2 separate regions of the Mus musculus genome follow, and region 2 is linked to region 1. Evidence: chromatin contacts called from public HiChIP or PLAC-seq data. All regions are on one chromosome and are shown on one strand. The core of a region is the stretch at or near the end of the contact, and the rest is flanking DNA. Distances in the headings are between cores, read along the strand shown. Region 1 has its middle 64 kb from the start of Gm33035. Region 2 holds the start of 4930423B08Rik (a long non-coding RNA gene).

What was found. HiChIP or PLAC-seq counts read pairs in DNA pulled down with a chosen protein or histone mark.
Region 2: a contact with region 1 is called in an H3K27ac HiChIP or PLAC-seq map of trophoblast stem cells, with 5 times the contacts expected there. The contact joins the promoter of 4930423B08Rik here to the enhancer-like site in region 1. A contact is called at or near these places in 2 of 484 Hi-C or Micro-C datasets (B cells and the HL-1 cell line) and 1 of 115 datasets of contacts at active chromatin or transcription factors (trophoblast stem cells).

What each region holds. Positions count from the first base shown.
Region 1 is chr10:68,967,481-68,971,885 of GRCm38.p6, reverse strand. No RefSeq gene overlaps it. Among named protein-coding and RNA genes, the nearest start is that of Gm33035, 64 kb to the left of the region's middle. Within about 2 kb of position 2,990, at least 12 of the 459 cell types and tissues checked have an H3K27ac peak or open chromatin away from gene starts, as enhancers often do. A contact at or near this core is called in trophoblast stem cells, where this site is marked.
Region 2 is chr10:69,326,376-69,330,298 of GRCm38.p6, reverse strand. It overlaps 4930423B08Rik (a long non-coding RNA gene), which reads left to right and starts at 2,038. Exons shown (of 2, transcript XR_380547.3): 1 at 2,038-2,214; 2 at 3,705-3,923.

The sequences.
Region 1 (4,405 bases), core at 1,741-4,240:
ACGGATGTCTTGTAGCAAACAGCAGAGACACTGTCGAGCAGGCTCAAGGTAAACGCACCGATCTCACAGATGCCTTGTGAGATCAGAAAATAAAAAAGAGAAAGAATAGCAAAAATTCAGGAGAAACCATTCATTCACCAGGAAACATCACATGGATCTGTCATCCTGTCACAAGACACCTGGCAAAAACCACTTAAGGAACGAAGGATTCATTTTGGCTTCGGGTTGAAGGATATGATTGGCCATGGTAGAGTAGGCTTGAGGTTTTGAGGGCCTGTGCTCTACTTCTAAGATGGTGCCCTCCCTCTGTGTCCTCACCATGATAGAAAAGGTCTTGATGTTTACCTCAGGCTAGCTTCAAACCTACGATATCTCAGTGCAAACTTCCCCCACTCAGGGATTATAACTCTTCCAGCATCCTTAGCTTATGTGCCTATGGCATTGTTTGATGCTTGTTAAGCTCTGCTGCAAGCCAAGCTTTATATAAAGACCTGGGTGCATATGTGCGTACATGGTGTGTGTGTATGTGTGTGTGTCCCCAATACTAATCTTGGCTCTTGAATTCAAGGTCTATATGTTGAGTTGGAGAAAGATAAATGCAATACAACTCACAAAAATATTTAAGGTCCAAATGGAAAATATAACGTGTAAAGAGGAATTGCTTTAGAATGTTCTGTGGATAACGTAGGAGCTGCAGATGGCCCTCGCAGTTTGGATGCCACCAGAGCTGAGACTTGGGGCAGTCGTAAGACTTTAGGAAGAGGAATCAGGGAGTGAGGAGTTTAGACCACACAGAAGCAAAGGCTCCGAAGTGGGCTAGGAATGTGTCAGTGAGATGCAGTGGCAGCCAAGAGAGACTCAGGAGACTGTGCCAGGGTCCAGGGAGATGGCTCAGTGGGCTAAGGCCTCCTGCAAAAACCTGAGGGTAGAATTCAGATTCTAGAACGCACATAAAGGCCAGGTGGTAGAGGCAATCCTCTCTCAACCCTAGAGTGAGGGAGACCGAAACAGGGAATCCCTAGAGAAGCCAGAAGAGTCAAACCTGAGAGTTCCAGGTTCAGCAAGAGGCTCATATACATATATTGTCAGGAGCCAGTTTTTGCCTGCTTCTGTGAGAGCCCACCTGTCAGGCAGAGTCAAGGCAAGTCAGGGCCTGTTGGCAGATTTCCTGGCCTGCTGACTCATGGAACGGTAAGAGGAGCTACACTTGAAGCTTAAGGCAAGGGGAACAATAAGAGGAAATATTCTTGAAGCTCAAGGCAAGGGGATGAAAGTTCTATTAATCTTGGAGGAAGGAACATGGAGGAATAGGGAGGTGTCTGGATGGGAATAGATATCCTATGGACATCAGTCATGGTCTCATGTGACTTTGTTTCCCACGATACAGTAATGTGTATAAAGGCTATGAGAAATTTATTCAGGGCTGGTGTGGTAGAGACCTGCAGGCCTCCCAATTTCTAACTTTTGCCTCTGAGTCTTCTTTTCTGCCTTTCCTGTAATCATCCCCACTTTCCGCTCATTGGACTGTTCGACCTGGCACAGGACCAGTGTAATATATCAGGTACATGTCCGTGAAGCGAGTTTCTTGATGTCAACCTTGGACCTCCACAGGCATTTGTACACTTCTACATGCACGTCCACTCACACACCAGCACCACAACATGCAAGCACACATACACATACATGCACATATGCAGAGGCAAAAATGTACTGTCATATTAGGCAAGACTTATTGCTTGGTGTGTTGCACGTTCAAAAGAACGATGCAGGAAAGCTTTTCAAAAGACCTCCTTGTTTCCTCTTATAATGGATTCTAGTAGCAGGCATACTGATAGCAGTGTCCATTAAGGAGACTTACAACATTTCTTCTAGGTATTCAGTGCAGTCAGTCTTTAAAATATTGGTAAGCTTAGAACTGAATCCTAACCTGAGGGCAGTGGTCATGTGTTTGTTTCTGAGACTACCAACTTTCTTTCACACATGGAACACATAATTAAGACGCTTCGAATTGAATGTCAATCACTATTTTAATAATAACATTATTACCAACATTATTGAATGCCTACTATATTAACATCTTGTGGGACTTTCGTGATTTAAAAGTCCTGTTATGTGAGGAGGGTCTACCCATCATTTTCATTGTACTGGTAAGATAATAGAGGCTTAGGGAATACCTTAGTTAGCTTTTTGTTTTTGTTTTTGTTTTTGTTTTCTGCGTAGAGACATCACGATCAAGGAATCTGTTATAAAGAAAAACTTTTATTGGGGGCTGGCTTACAGTTTCAGAGGTTCAGTCCATTATCATGGTGGGAAGCATGGCAGCGTCCAGGCAGATGTGGTGCTGGAGAAGGAGCTCGGAGTTCTGCATCTTCATCCACAGGCAGCAGCAGCAGATTGTGTACCATACTGGGTTTAGGTGGAGCATAGGAGACCTCAACGCCCGCCTCCACAGTGACACACCTCTTCTAACAAGGTCACACCTCCTGCAATAAGGCCACACCTCCTAGTAGGGCCACTTCTGATGGGCCAACCATTCAAACACATGAGTCTATAGCAGGGGTGGGGTGTGTGTGTGTGTGGGGGGGGCGGAGGTTGGCAGGACATTCCTATTCAAACCACCACAGGGAATGTTGCAGTCTGAATGTGAAATCTTTCCCACTGGCTTAGGTACTCAAGATGGTGGCACCGTTTGGAAAATTGTGGAACATTTTGGAGGCGGATCCTTTCTGGATGAAATACAACAGTAGAAGTGGGCCTTGAAGTTTTATAAGCAAGCCCCTCTCCCCTTGCTCTCTGAGCTTCTTCACTGTCCAGACAATGTGAACAGCTGACTTCTCACTCCTAAGGCGGTGCTTGCGTGATGACCTATCTCCCCTGGAGCTGGGAGTCAGAGTAGACGCTCCTTTTCTTAAGTGGCCTGTGCTAGCTTTACTTCTCTGTGACAACTATGAGAAAACATAGTGACTTAGTGACTCACAGGAAGTTAGACAGCCATGCAGTAGCTGGAGGGAGATCTCCAATCTGGAAGCCCTGCAGTTCCTTAGGAGCTTCACTGTGTACCACTGTAAGGGTACTGGCCCCAAAGGCTGACGCTCTTTCTCTGGATCTTTATTTTTAACCCTTCAGGAAGTTTACGATTCGTCACAGCATTCAGTGGAGTGTATTCAAGCTCCGTGCCAACTTGCAGGCATCCCAGCCCCTTCTGGGCATCACCCTTTCTTTACACGTTTTCTGTTCCTTCAAAGAGATTCGCTCTTTGAATTCAGCACAGGCTGTCTTGCATTAGTGATTTATGTCATCTCTAAAATACTGTTATGCTCAACAACATCACAATATATTGTGTGACAACAGGAGTCAAGACAGGGGGAAAATGGGGGCCCATTCATTGCAGTGCCAGCTGAAACATAGATAAAAGAATAAATATTTGCCAACTACGAAGGAGCTCAACTCAATAGGGAGAGCGCCATTGTACTTCTGATCCTGCGGGAATGCCAAACAATGCAAAAATGGGAGAGAAAATAAAACCTAATTGAGTGTTTGACTTCATTACATTAATACATCTCCGTGGTGTTCATTTAATCAGACAATTACAAGTGACAAGATAAAGTAGCACTGAATTCCCTCCACATGAATAAAAAGCAATTTTGGATTATCTTGCTGCATTGAAGTCTCATCACACAGAGTTCGGGTTCTTTCTCTCCCATTTAGCTGGGGAAAACTGTAATTGCTCTAACTGGTTTTGATTGACTAACTGCCTTCTGAGCACCATAAATACAGACGTCAGCACAGCGAGCCCTGAATGTTTATTTCTATGATCCTTCACTGGATATTGACAATCTGACCCATGAACCCGCCAGCAGGTAATCTCATAGATCATTTTCTCTCTAGGAGATTCCCGTGGCTGGGCAGGTTTGTCAATATTGCTCGCAGAGGGTTTTGATCAAGGGACGCTTTGTAATTGTCTGGAAGACACATTAAACACCTCGCTTTCCGTGGTGTTTCAAAGACAGAGCCATCACTTCAAGTGTGAATTGTGCACACCAAGATTTTTTTCCCCCTTATCTGGCTATTTTAAAAAAGTGTGTCTCAGGTCCTTGCCACCTAGAAAATTCACTGTCATATAAATATGATTCTATTCGCTAGCTCATCAAATCAGTATTTGAAAAAAAATCCCTACCTGGCAAGTCTTTTTAAATGGAAAGAATTCAGCTGATAAATGAGCCACTCCAGTAGCCCTTGCCTTGGAAATGTCTCTGTACGTTTTCCTGTTCCTGTCTATCTGGCGTGGCTACACATTAATGATGCTATATTGACAATGTACAAGAGATAATCCACAAAAGCAGCCTGACATTTTATACCTGATTTAGTTCATCTTGTGTTGCTATAACTGTTGCTATAGTCTAAT
Region 2 (3,923 bases), core at 789-3,288, 360 kb before region 1:
GAAACAGAACATTTCCTGTTCTACTATCTCAAAACCAGAAAGAATCTTCTGTGTTTGTTAAAGAAAGTTTGCAGAGGAATATAAAGGAAAAAAAGAAAGAAGAATAATTCTACCACCAAACCTGTTGATGGATATTTTATAGCAGATTCGATGACTACTATATAATAAATGTAAGTGTCCCAATAAAACACAAAACGATATATATATTAGAAAAGTGAGAGTTTGGTAGATGGCCATAGGTGCCTGTAGCTCTGAGTTCATTGGTGGCAGCAATGGGGTATGCTGATGTAATTTAATTTAACCAATTTTTAATTTCCTCTGCTAAGTATGTAAATGTTTTATTCTTAATTATATATGCGCACTATGTATTTATATTTTAAGAAATGTTTGTGTTTTAATTATGTGCGGGTATCTCTGTGTGGGTATGTGAATGTGAGCACAATATTCTGAAGGCCAGGAGAGGGCGTGGCTGAAGGCCAGGAGAGGGTGTGGCCCCTCTGGGGGGCTGGAGTTATAGGTCTTTTAAGATGATAGGTTTAAGTACACTGTAGCTGTCCTCAGATACTCCAGAAGAGGGCATCAGATTTCGTTATGGATGGTTGTGAGCCACCATGTGGTTGCTGGGATTTGAACTTGGGACCTTCGGAAGAGCAGTCAGTGCTCTTAACCACTGAGCCATCTCGCCAGCCCCGAGTTATAGGTCTTTGTGAGCCACTGGATGCTGGGACTTGAACTCAGGTCCTCTTCAAGAGCAGCCTGTGCTCTGCTCTTAACTGCTAAGCTGTCTCTCCAACCCTTGTATTTGAAATTTTTGAAACGGGATCTCATGCTGAAGTCCAGGAAGGCCCAGCACTCAAAATATAATTGCAATGCTGAGATGATAGGTGTAAGTCTCCAGCCTGGCTTTCTGTTTTATTTTTTTAAGAGTAGAGTAGACGCTTTGTGAGGAATGATGTCACGTCTCTTCATTGTACTCGAATAATCATGCACTACTTAATAACAGCAATTTCTCGCACTTGCGGCTAGTTTTGCTCTCTTGCGTGTTCCTTTGAGGGGAGCTGTAGTAGTCTCATCTGTGATGGAGAGTTTGGGGAAGGGAATTATTTTGTGGATTTTATTATTGTTTTTAAGGCTTTCATTCCATAACCCAGGCTAGGCTTGAAATTATGATCTTTCTGCTTCAGCTCCGTAAGAGTCCGGGGATTACTGGTTTGAGTGGCCACACCTGCCTAAGAATGACATCTTAGCTGTGGTTTTCCTGTGGGCTAACAATGACTTTATATATCCAGCCATCCATTCATCCTTAAATAGTCACCATTGGTGACCCAGCACACCCCTTGGGGCTGTTCTGCTAGCTTTAACAGAAAACAAGATAAATAAAACATTTTATTCCACCCCACAGCTTTCGTCGTCTGGTTACCCTGGCAACAGACTTGGAGTCTGCACTGTCAGATAACACACAGTCCACACTTGCAACCTGGACAGGACCTGGAGATAGCTCAGCGAAAGGTGTTGCCTGAGTGTAAGCTACCCAAGAGGTTTCCATTATTCCTTGAAACCAGTCATGTCTCCACAAACAAGGTTTCCACCCCAGAAAGCTGAGGCTCCAGGGCTTAAATGAATAGCATCCCGCAAGGGGTATGAAAGACAATCTAAATGTTATAAGGAGAAATGTCACGTTTTCATTAACTTTTATGTATAGATTTAATCCCTCTCTTATTAGGGTTATGTTTAAATCATGCTAGGATTATTGGCAGCACAGTGTAAATGTATCTGTCTTATGAATGAACACACATGTTGAGTGTCGTGGAGCGCTCAGAGTTTACCAATCCTGTCCTGCATCTTTGCTGAGCCACACATAATGCCCTGCGACAGGCTTACCGGGCCAGCTTTCCAAAGCCAGTGAGGTCTGTTTGGATCTGATGACTGAGAAGAGAATTGCTCATGATTTATGATGATAACATTTGAGGCAGGTGAGCGGACCCTCCACGACGGCCTGATACACCTTGTTGAGGGTTGGCTAATTGCTGCAAGGCATGATGGGAAATACCTCACAATGGGCGTGTCTTCCTTTTTTTTTTTTTTTTTTTTCTGTAGTCATAGCACTGGGCCATAAAAAGACAGCTTAGTGACTGAATACAGATAGTCATCCAGGGACCAAGATGGCTGGCGATGCTTGTGGCTTCCGCAACTGGTCCAGGCTCTATCCAGAAGGTAACTGAAATCTCGGTGAGGTGGCACAGGCCTGTATGACTAGCAAGGCAGGAGCATAATGAATTCCAAGCCAACATGAGCTCTGTTTTCAAACAAACGATCTGAAGACAATAACACGCGAAGCTCAGAGAGGAGAAGACAGCTTAAACACGTGGTGGCCAGGTCTGTCTGAGTGTCTCACCTTCAGTTCCAGTCAAAGGTGTTGCAAGTAGCTTTTGCTACCCTGCCCAGGATCCGGGAATGGGCAGCGCTACCAGCCCCCACCCAGCTTCCCAGGAATCCACAGATAAAAGACACAGACACACAGTTGTTCAATTTCAATCTGCCTTTTGATACAATTGCTGGGCGATACTATCTCCCGCCAGGAAAAGCTTGCCCTCATCAATATTCTTATCTCCGCACTTCTCCACCTGCCCTCAGATTTAGTAGCTCAGTTACATCCTACTTAATCACTTCCGACTTCCCTGCCTGTGGGAGTGGTCACATACGGCTGCTCCACCCAAGATCTCACGGGGCTGGTCACCTTTTCTTCATCAGAAGCACCAGGAACTCTGGTCTCTCCTTGCCTCTCGGGACCTGGAAGTCCTGCCTATCTCTCCTGCCCAGTGATTGGCCCATGGCGTCTTTACTGAGAGACCAAGAACCAATTGGGGGAACAGGACCACCCATACACAAAGGTTCTGTTGCCAGAATATAACAGGTAACCCTGCTTGTTAGCAGGAAGCCGGAGAAGAGGGCTGGCTGCAGGCTGGCCGTGGAGAGGCCTTTGGATGCTTTTTTGGTTCACGGGGGAAATGACTTTCCAAGCCTCAGTTTGCCTGCTATTGAGAATTGGTTTGCTCCCTTTTTCACGACATCTGGTTACTATGCCATTTTACCCAAGACAGTAAACCTAACAGTAACATGGTGCCTGGCCTGGGGGCTTATTGTTTCTATGGAGAGTCAGTTTCTCACCTCAAGGGTTGATATATCAGATATCCTGCATCTCAGATATGTACATTATGATTCGCAACAGTAGCAACATTACAGTTATGAAATAGCAATGAAATAATTTAATGTTAGGGGGTTACCAAGACATGAGGACTGTATCAAAGGGTCTCAGCGTTAGGAAGACTGAGCTCCAATGTCTTAGAGGGTCCCAGGTGACCTCCAGGTTTCCCCTGGAGGGACCACTGAAGGTGGCCTTTTTGGAACCAGACCCTTGAATGCAGTCTAGGCCTATGACTGAGTGTCCCCCCACTGTCCTCAGAGCCAGTGTGCATAGGCCTTCCCACTTGATCAGGGGAAATTCGGAGAGTTTTACAAACAAGAATACATCTGCTGAACTGGCTCACTCCCTATTTGGAAAGACTGCAGCAATTCCTTGGCAGAAAGGATCCTGGCAACCTGCCTCAAACAGAGGCCAATAGATGGTCTGGGCCCATGCAGGGAGCCTGGCATCTTTTGGATAAAGTAATACACAGGGCATGACTGTTTCCATTTCCAAACAGCTTAACCCTGAGTGATGGAGACAGTTGTGTCCTGTGAACCTTCTATTGCAAAACCCTCATGTGATGCCGCCTGCTGTTTATAGCCTTCCATTGTGTGGAGCTCTGGTCCGTGACAGGGCTGCAGTGTCCTTCTCAGGAGCACACCAAGATGACTTTGTACTTATACCAAGTGTATTTATACATCATCTTTCAAAACTATTTTTATTACCTAAACTATAA